Linked DNA regions of Triticum aestivum: region 2 is linked to region 1. A link is a contact called in public Hi-C data. All regions are on one chromosome and are shown on one strand. The core of a region is the stretch at or near the end of the contact, and the rest is flanking DNA. Distances in the headings are between cores, read along the strand shown.

The links. A called contact is a pair of places that touch in the nucleus more often than the background predicts.
Region 2: a Hi-C map of leaf shows a contact between it and region 1, with 2.8 times the contacts expected there. The contact joins the promoter of LOC123182606 here to the promoter of LOC123182605 in region 1. A contact is called at or near these places in 2 of 5 Hi-C or Micro-C datasets (both in leaf).

What each region holds. Positions count from the first base shown.
Region 1 is chr1D:426,289,060-426,293,562 of IWGSC CS RefSeq v2.1, reverse strand. It overlaps LOC123182605 (TLC domain-containing protein 4), which reads left to right and starts at 2,988. Exons shown (of 9, transcript XM_044595239.1): 1 at 2,988-3,285; 2 at 4,017-4,177. The coding sequence starts at 4,043. It overlaps LOC123172747 (putative F-box/FBD/LRR-repeat protein At4g03220), which reads left to right. Exons shown (of 3, transcript XM_044589679.1): 3 at 1-465. The coding sequence ends at 255.
Region 2 is chr1D:427,090,647-427,095,205 of IWGSC CS RefSeq v2.1, reverse strand. It overlaps LOC123182606 (probable xyloglucan glycosyltransferase 7), which reads right to left and starts at 2,515. Exons shown (of 5, transcript XM_044595241.1): 1 at 1,439-2,515; 2 at 555-863; 3 at 149-439; 4 at 1-53. The coding sequence starts at 2,194.

The sequences.
Region 1 (4,503 bases), core at 1,739-4,238:
GGAACGGATGCTGAGATGGAGCTCGCCGATCTTCTTTTCGGAATTGGAGCCGAGCGGTCGGCGCTCGAGGGGATATCTATATCATCATTTGCACAGCTGAAGGGTCGCATTGGCAGGATCGCCCAGAAGATGAGGGCACGGTTCCCTCTTGTAGGAGGGCGCTGGGAAATCTCTTCCTTGGAAGAGAGCACGTGGACGAAGAACAATGATGGCCTGGAAAGATCAAATGCTCTTAGATCAACAACCATAATGTAGTTGCAGATATATATTGAATTTACTACGTAGCACCTATGATCAGTTGGTGCTTCCGTTCAGTTTTGCTTAAATTCAGATTCTATCTCAGCATGTGACAGGTTGTATTGTCTTGCATAGAAAATCTTGTGAAATTCCTGTGTTGCAAGCATGTACCAGGTATTTGTTTGACACAAACTGGTGCAAAGTACATGAAAACATATGCGGTTTATACGGGGGATGTTATTTCCGTGCGGGAGCCGATGAGCTGAGCCTTCATTTTGACGACTGACTTGGAGATGAACTCCTTGTCTATCCACAGGTTCAGTTTCTGAAAATGTTTGTGCCTCGGTGCCTGAAATTATCCTCCTCAATCCAACAGGAAGAAACCAGCCGACGAGCATTTGTCAGCAACTCCAATCAACTCTTGCACATCTCTGCGCATGCAGATGACGAATATGTCTCGTGGCTGCATCATTCAGGAAATGAAAACCCACATTTTTGCAGTGCAACTTTTCCAAGTACACATGTTGTAGTGTACTATATTTTGTGTCTAGGATCTTCTGCAACTTTAGTCGACGCACCTATCACTTTATCTGCAAGATTCCTGAGAAGTTTGTGACACAAAAAATACTTATTCCTCAGTGTAGCATCTGGTATGCAACCCGTCCGTTCCAAGCAGGGAGAAAGCAACCGATGAACAGCGGGCATCACGAAATAAAATCAGCACCATAGTACATCCAATCGGCGTGATGTTCACCGGTAATGCCCCCAAAGCAGCTAGTCAATCAAATCATGCACATTTTTGCAGATGCTGGTGACCAAAGATATCTGTCCGCTGTCCTGGCCGCGTCATTCAGAGAAACAAGATCACATTTTCGTAACTCAACTTTTGCAAGTACTACTGGCTCAGATGAGCCCGGGTGTGACCATTAAAAGCGTTTTAAATAGCAAAAGAAATTGATTATTTTACGATACAAGATGTTCATGTGCGTAATGTCTGAAGCTTGGATATCCAAAGAGCTCATGACAAAAAAGACACATGGAATTTGTCTTTTTTGCCATGAGCTCCTCGAGTGCCCAAACACCCTAAAATTTTCACAAACATCATGCTTGAGCATCTTACGCCACACACATACAAAAGATTTCTTTTGACTTTTTCTGCATTTTTTTGTATTTTCACTGTTTATCATGTGTAGATGAGTCCAGACACCGAATTGAATTATTGATTTTGTGTCTACTTTTTCTTTTGCAGCCCTTTTAGATGCACATATGACTTATAAAATCTTTTTCTAAACTTGACAATAATGCTTGTATTTTTTGGGTTTATTTTAATCTTCTAGGTGATGTTTATTCAGACTTGGGGACCCTTCCGTTTCCTGCTCTGGTTCTAACACAATCTTCTAGGTGATGTTTATTTTAATTTTTTTAGACTACAAAGCACCTGTGGCAACTTCATCAATTTCAAGATGTTGTGTCGGCTTTGAATGTGGTAATAGGGTATGTGGGCATCTATGTTTGTAAGTACACCATGTTAGGGACCCTTCCGTTTCCTGCTCTGGTTCCAACACAATCGGCCTGCCTCCCCCAAGAAAAGTCTAGGGTTCCCCTGCCTCCCGCCGGCACCGCCGTCGGTCTGCCTCATCTTCGATGGCCTTAGGGCCATGGCGGCGCGGTGGATCTCGGCCTTCGTCGGCCAGAGGGCTTTCTTTTTATTTATATCTTCGCGTTTTGTTAGAGTTTGTGTCCTGCTCAGAAAGACGAGACGGCGGCGGCTCCCTGAAGATGGAATAAGATTCTCCCCACCTAGCCCCTGTTTCGATGGTGTGTCTAGCATCATCGGTGAGCGCGTGGAGGTGTGCCTTCGGCGGATCTGTAATTGGTGGATTTGCTTGGATCTAGTCGTAGTTCGTCTATGTTCATGTGTTTTCAGGTTGGATCCTTCCGATCTACGCTACTCCCTCCATTCCATAATGTAGTGCCTATAGATTTTTGTGGAAGTCAAACTTTGCCAACTTTAACCAAGTGTATAGAGAAAACAGTCTACATCTACAATATCAAACATGTACATTCTGAAAATATAACTCATGATGTATCCAATGATGTGCATTTGGTATTCTAGATGTACCTACATTTCTCTATAAATATGGTCAAAGTTTGTAATGTTTGACTTTCGCAAAAATCTATAGGCACTACATTATGGAACGGAGGGAGTACTATATATCGACGGCGGCTGCTGTTCTACTACGCTGGTCCTATGTGGTCTTAGCACGACGACTTACCGACTGTCTACTGCCACAAGTTTTGCCCGGCTCCGGCAAGGGAGGGGCAATGCTTCAGTACTTGTAGTCGTCACTAGGTAATCAAGGGATATGGATGTAATTTTTATTATTTCTGGTGTTTGTCGTAATGATCGAAGACGCATAGGTCGGATGTTTTCTAAAAAAAGGTATACCGTGTTAGAAAAAAACTAATTTAATGAAAACCATTCATGAACTTGTTTATTTGCACCGGCGGAACGAAGTGATGCCACGTGTCGCGGCCGGGGACGCGCACGAACGAGCGAGCGAGGCTTCGCGACCCGTTCCGATCGCCGTGTACTACTAGTTTCTCGAAAAGAAAACTAGCATCGTACTTTATTTATTTGTTTATATACTCGTATTTATTTAATTAACTTATTTCTCCGGCCGCGACAGCACTTTGCATTATTTATTGCTCCGGCCGCGTCGCAATAATGCTCCTGCCGTGGAGCGAAATCCTTCTCCCGGAATTTTCTCTCTTGCCGTGGCCCGTGGGCATCGTCTCGTCTGCGGATTCCTTCCATCCAGTCCAGCGCTTTCTCCTCGCTCCCACCCCACCCTTCCCCTCCAATAGCCAAGCAAGAACTGGGACACAAGCAAAGCTTTGCCAAGAGGACTACCACCAGAGGAGGAGACAAGGAATCCGCCGCGCTCGCTTCCCCTCCAGCCCAACCCCAACCCCAACCAGGCCCCGCGGCGACCACAAGCTCCTCCGCTCCCCGCAACCTCGCCTCGCCACGCTCAGGTCGGTCAGGTGAGCTCCCCCTCCCTCCCCCCTGCCCCGCTCCTTCTGCGCTTCAGCTTGCTCTGCTCGCGTGCTTGGAGGACTGGAACTGGAAGCTTGGATTCCGACTAATCTGTGGAGATTGAAAGAGGGCAGACCCGGTCCTGGCGGCGGTTTCCCGCGGGGGATTTGGGGAGCTCGGTTAAACCTCTTTTTTTTTTTGAACCTCTGGTATGTTGGGGGAGTGGGATCGACGGTAGAGACGCTGCTGCGCCTGATCTTTTATTAGTTGTAGTTCTAGCACGCGCTGGCTTGGCCACCTCACACACAGTCCACGGGCAGCGCGTCTGCTGCTTGTTACCGTCCTGGATGGATGGATACTGTACCTACTTTCTACCAGTTCAAGCCTGGTTTTCCCCTGATTGCAGCGGAACTTCACTTTTACTACAGTTGGTTGCATTTGCATGGGACAGGGCTAAATGCTGGCGTTTACTTCCACTTTTCGTCTTCTCTTGAGTACTAATTGTAGAAGAATCAAAACAAAACATGTCTTCTCTGATAGCGATTTGTCTCCTGAAATCGTTGATCCGTTACCCATGTGATGGAAGGTTGTTTGCTGTACCTGGCTGGAGATAATTGGGCCGGGACACCATAATTGTAGATATCGCGAAATGCTCATTAGTCCTGTGAGCTTTCATGCATGCACATTCTCAATTAGTAACTGCTGCTACTTAAATATCTCTGTCTGCTTTCTTCATTAGGCTGTTGAGTGGCCAGAAATCTGGATATGGATGTGCCTGCGGCTCCAGCCATGGCATTTAAAGCCTACAAGTACAAAGAGGTTCTTGTCAGGGACTACTTGCTCGCAGACTCGTATGCTCCATACGCTGCTGTGCTCGGGGGGATCCTGATGTGCAAATTGGTAATGTCATTCACCCTTGTTCTGTTAAGTCTTATGACCACTCTACTAGTAACCGTGCAATAACCTTTTTGTGTAGCATGTTGATTGGGCAAAAAATGTGTTAAACTTCTTTTCATGTTCATGTAGTTTGACTTACTGAGTTTCATGTGGGCGCTCAACTTTAATCTATTAATTAGAAAATGTTCTCATTATATTTTGAGTTTTTTTTTTCTGTAACATGTCAATTCGTATTGGTTTTATTCACCCTTTCCAAACCCGTGATTACACTGATGAGTGTAGATTAGGCGCCAGTTGAGCAAAGAAAATTTGCTTAGCAGTACATATTT
Region 2 (4,559 bases), core at 1,266-3,765, 800 kb before region 1:
CTGTGCTGCTGCTTTCTGTATGCTTCATATGATTCTGGCAACTCACATTGGCACTGAAAGGAAAGTTACAAAAGTTAAATTTTATGACTCTTTAATCTCTATGCAAAGGTAAACTCTGCATAAGTCATAGGGAAACTTGTGCCAGTACCTCAACATCATTCAGGTAGAGGAACTTCCACCCCTTGAGATGTGCTCGGACAGCAATGTCCATGTCCTCCACCGTTGTCCTCTCCATCCAGCCACCGGAGTCCTCAAGAGCCTTGATTCTCCACACTCCAGCAGTCCCATTGAACCCGAAGAAGTTGAGAAACGCTCCATTCACTTGCTGCTCCACCTCGAAGTGGAAGCACAGGTTTATGTTCTGTAATCTAGTCAACAGGTTCTCATCGTTGTTCACGAAAGACCATCTTGCCTGAACCAACCCAACATCGTCCTTCCCCTGTAGGTTGCACATCGAATTTGTCAGGACAAAAACATAACTGATAGGATTGAATGTCAGATAAATGAAGCAGCAATACAACCACATCAGTAAGAATTGCTCAGTCGAGTCAAACCTTGAAATGGGGCATGGCGCGCTTCAGGAAATCCGCCTGTGGCTGGAAATCGGCATCGAAGATGACAACGTATTCATAGTCTTTCACATAGCTGCAGTTCATTGCTGATTTGAGGTTTCCAGCCTTGTATCCGTCCCGGATCACCCGGTGCCTGTATACTATGCGCACGCCCTCCCGCTGCCATTTCTCAACCTCCTCCTTGATGAGCGCCGAGGTGGTAGCATCATCGGAGTCGTCCAGCACCTGCACCAAGAAATTTGACCTTGGCCAGTCGAGAGCGCAAATTGCGCCAATGGATTGCTGGTAGACCTGCAGACATCCAAATGAAATAAGTTTATTGAACCGGACTACAACTTTTTACAACAACAAATTACCTATAAGATTTTCCCAAAAGAAGTGTACTAGTAGTTGATTGAAAATTTTAGTATCTTTTCTTAGCCACTTCCCAAATTAAGTAGTGCGCCATAGCTTGTCACCTTGATCTCCAATCACATGCCTCCTCAATTATTATCTGGTGACCGGTGACGACAAAGTTCTAGTCCGAGATTTGGATTAATAAGTGTGCCTTAAAGAAAGTAGAGATGATATGAATCCCAACCGCAAACCAAATTCGGCCTTTTGTAAAGCAAATCACGGAGTTTGTTGTTGGTATGAGATTCATATGAAGTACGAACACATCAACGTCAGAGAGCATCAGAGTTGTGGTTGGAGAAGTCAGGACAAAGATCCGAACAAAATGCAGTCTACGCTTAACCCGAATCCCCAGACGGTAGCATCTTCCCCCACTCTACCTGGAATTTAGGCTGTCCTAGTCGAATACTGAAGCTCCAATTGCAGCTCAAGATCGATTGGGAAGCAAGAAGCAGATGATGATTGGAGCTTACCTCTCGCTCGTTGCACATGGGCATCTGCACGAGGACCATGGGGAAGTCCTCGTCGCCGGCCTCGACGTCGTCCTTGTCGGCGGCGATGGGCACGGGCTTGATGCCCCGGAGCTTGATCCAGAGGCAGCCGAGGCAGAGGACGAGGCGGTCGACGCTCTGGATCATGAAGAGCACGACGCAGGAGTTGGTGAGGAACTGCAGCGGCGGCGCGATGTACTGGAGGCGGACGCGCATCCAGCCGGCGTAGGCGGAGGCGGCGAGCCCGTCGACGGCGAGGAGGCCGTCCATGGCGAGCTGGCCCGGCATCTCGGGCATCTCGGGCATCTGGAGGTGCCAGCCCTGGAGGTAGGCGGCCACCTCGACGGCGAGCAGCAGCATGGAGAGCACAACGAAGAGCCTGAGGCAGCCGTAGAAGCGCGCGCGCAGGGCCGTGCTCTCCCCGGGCGCGGCGTCCCCGTCCGTCCGTCCGGCCGCCACCCGCCGGCGCGCGGCGGCGGCGACGGCGAGCGCCGCGGAGGCCGCCCCCGTGAGGCGCCCCGCCGCGCGGTGCGCCTTGAGGAGCAGCACCCAGGTGATCTGGCGCGCGTTCTTGCCGCGCCCGGCCTTGCCGGCCGCCAGCCCCGCCGGCGACCCCGGCACCGCCTCCTGCTCCATCTCCGAAATCGACCAGTTGGGGTTCTCCATCTTGACCACCACCGGCGTCCCGCCGCCCCCGTCGCTCAGCCTCGCCTCCCTCCCCCAGAACGACGGCGCCATTGCCACCCTTGGTCAACCTCCGACCTCAGACAAACGACAGCAGCAGCAGCAGCCAAGAACTCTCCCAGGCAGCCCACGAAGAATGGCGCTTCTTCCTGCTCCTCCTCGGCGCCGCTTTACCCGCTCATAGAGGACATCAGCTGGACGCCCTTAATAGCCCCCCTGGAGGACGGACGGACGCACCCGCCAGAGCACGCAGACTAGCAGGCCACGAAGAGGGGAGGGGGGAAGAACAGCTCACCACGTCGCTCGCTCTCGCGCTCCAGGATACGATACGAGCTCCCCCTCCCCCGCTTTGTTTATTTGTAGCCTCGCCACCGCCGCGTCGACCCCTCCTACCGCCCGACCCGGCGGAATAAAAAACGCTTCTTTGGCGCCCCGAGACGCGCACAGGCGCGCACACGACCGACCCGCCCGCCCGGCCGTGGTGAACCGAAACGAGCAGCGGAGCCGGTGCCGGGTTTGGACGGACGCTTCGGCGCTGCTTCTGGCGAGATGAGATCAACGTGCGTGGGCGCGGTGCGTGGCGAGGCGAAGGAGTTCGGCGCACGTCGGTGTATTCGTTGCGTGCGGTTGGGCTGCGGCCTGGGCTGTCGCCTGTCGGTGCCACGGCAGCCGGCGCGCGCTCTGGCCGGCAGCTTGCTACTACGTGCTGCATGCCGCTGCCGCGCCGGTCAAAACGGCCGAGCGGTCAGGGTCCAAGGTGGGAAATTCGGGGTGCATGGGGGCGGATTATGGGCCAAAAATATTGGGGGAAAGGGCAAAAAAGGCCGGGATCAGATTAGATCTGCGCCACTTGGCTGGAGATGGGGACAAACTGAGCCGCGATTCTATTAACAAACGTAATCCGTGGTAAACAACAAAAGGGAAAGTGATCAGCCGAATCTCTGAATACCGGGGACAGGATTAGCATCTGCAACTAAACAGACAAATAGGCACACAAACGTGGAGAAGATTGACACGGTTCTGTCTGCAGCATTTTAACACGGGGAGTGCTGGAGGTACGTGCAAACTGGCAGGAAACGGTGGGTCAGGGTATCTCAAATGGCAACCCGTAAAAATCCTTCCACGTCTGTCCGCGGACAGGAACCAGTCCGAGGATACGGATGCGGGAGGACGACATCCAATGCTAGTAGTATATATTTCAAACTCTTTTTCGATAAACCGAATGAAATTCGTGCAAATAAGGCCGGATTCTATATAAACATTACGGATTTCATTATATTTACATCAAAGGGATGCTAGTCTGACTCTAAAGATATAGTTAATACCTAATCTAAATGGTCGCCGGCACGGCGGCACCCGTTCCCCGTGTCTGGCCATCAGCCCCGAGAACTGAAGCTTCACCAACTCCACTTCCGACTCGGCACTCTCCAGCTCCGCCTCAGTAACCTCCTCCTCCGGAGCCCCGGGAACTGAAGTTGTTCGCCTCCACATCGCCGCCAAGCGACTAATCGGCCGAAGATGGTGATCCCACCAAGCTTGGTGTCGACGGGAGGGGAGGAGCGACGGCCTTCCTGGGGCACAAGCGGCGGCGACCTACCGTGCACTACTCTTCCTCACTGTCGGCGACGCCCACGGACGTGCCGGCTTCTTCGTGGTTGTGGCGCGAGGGTGCGAACTCCTCGTCGTCGGTGTCGCCGAACAATGTCTCGCCCGCGTCGTCGTCGCACTCCTTGCCGGCGGCCGCCTTCTCCGCCACCCACTGCCGGTACCGCCAGCGGGCGAGGCGGATCCGTGCGCGAAGCGGTACGACTCGAGCAGCGCCACCTGCTTCGCCAGGTCTGCGTCCGGCGCGACCGCCCTGCCGGCGGCGACCTATTCCTCCGCTTGCAGATGCTCCTGGAGGAGGTTGTGGTTGCAGTTGGTGTCGGCCTGCGCCTCCTAGAACTGTTCCTCCCGCACCATGTCCATATAATGGGCACGGGCCTCACCAATGGTCGTGGTGCAATGCACCGGCAAGGGTGGAGCGGAGGAGGAGGGTGCCGCAGAGGAGAGGAGGGTGGTGCTGGCTCGTCGTCGGAGGTGTCCTCCATTTGCACGTCATCGTCAGAGGCATCCTCCAGCCGCCTGCCGGCCTGCCAGTCGGCAGCAATGGCGGCCATGGCCTTATTCTATTCCGACGTTAGCCCACCCTAGAGAACTTTGGCCGCGAAGGGATCCATGGTGGGGAGTGGTGCGGAGAGAGATGACTTTGGCTATGGCCGGGGCACCGGGGCAACAGTTTATATAGCACCGGCGGGTGGCAGAGGGACAGACGGGTGGCGCCAGAGGAGACGCCTCGGCAACCGCATGCCATCAATGCAGACGGACAGACGGGCGGCGCTCTCTCGGCCGGCGTGCCGCTTCAGTGCCGGCTCCAGTG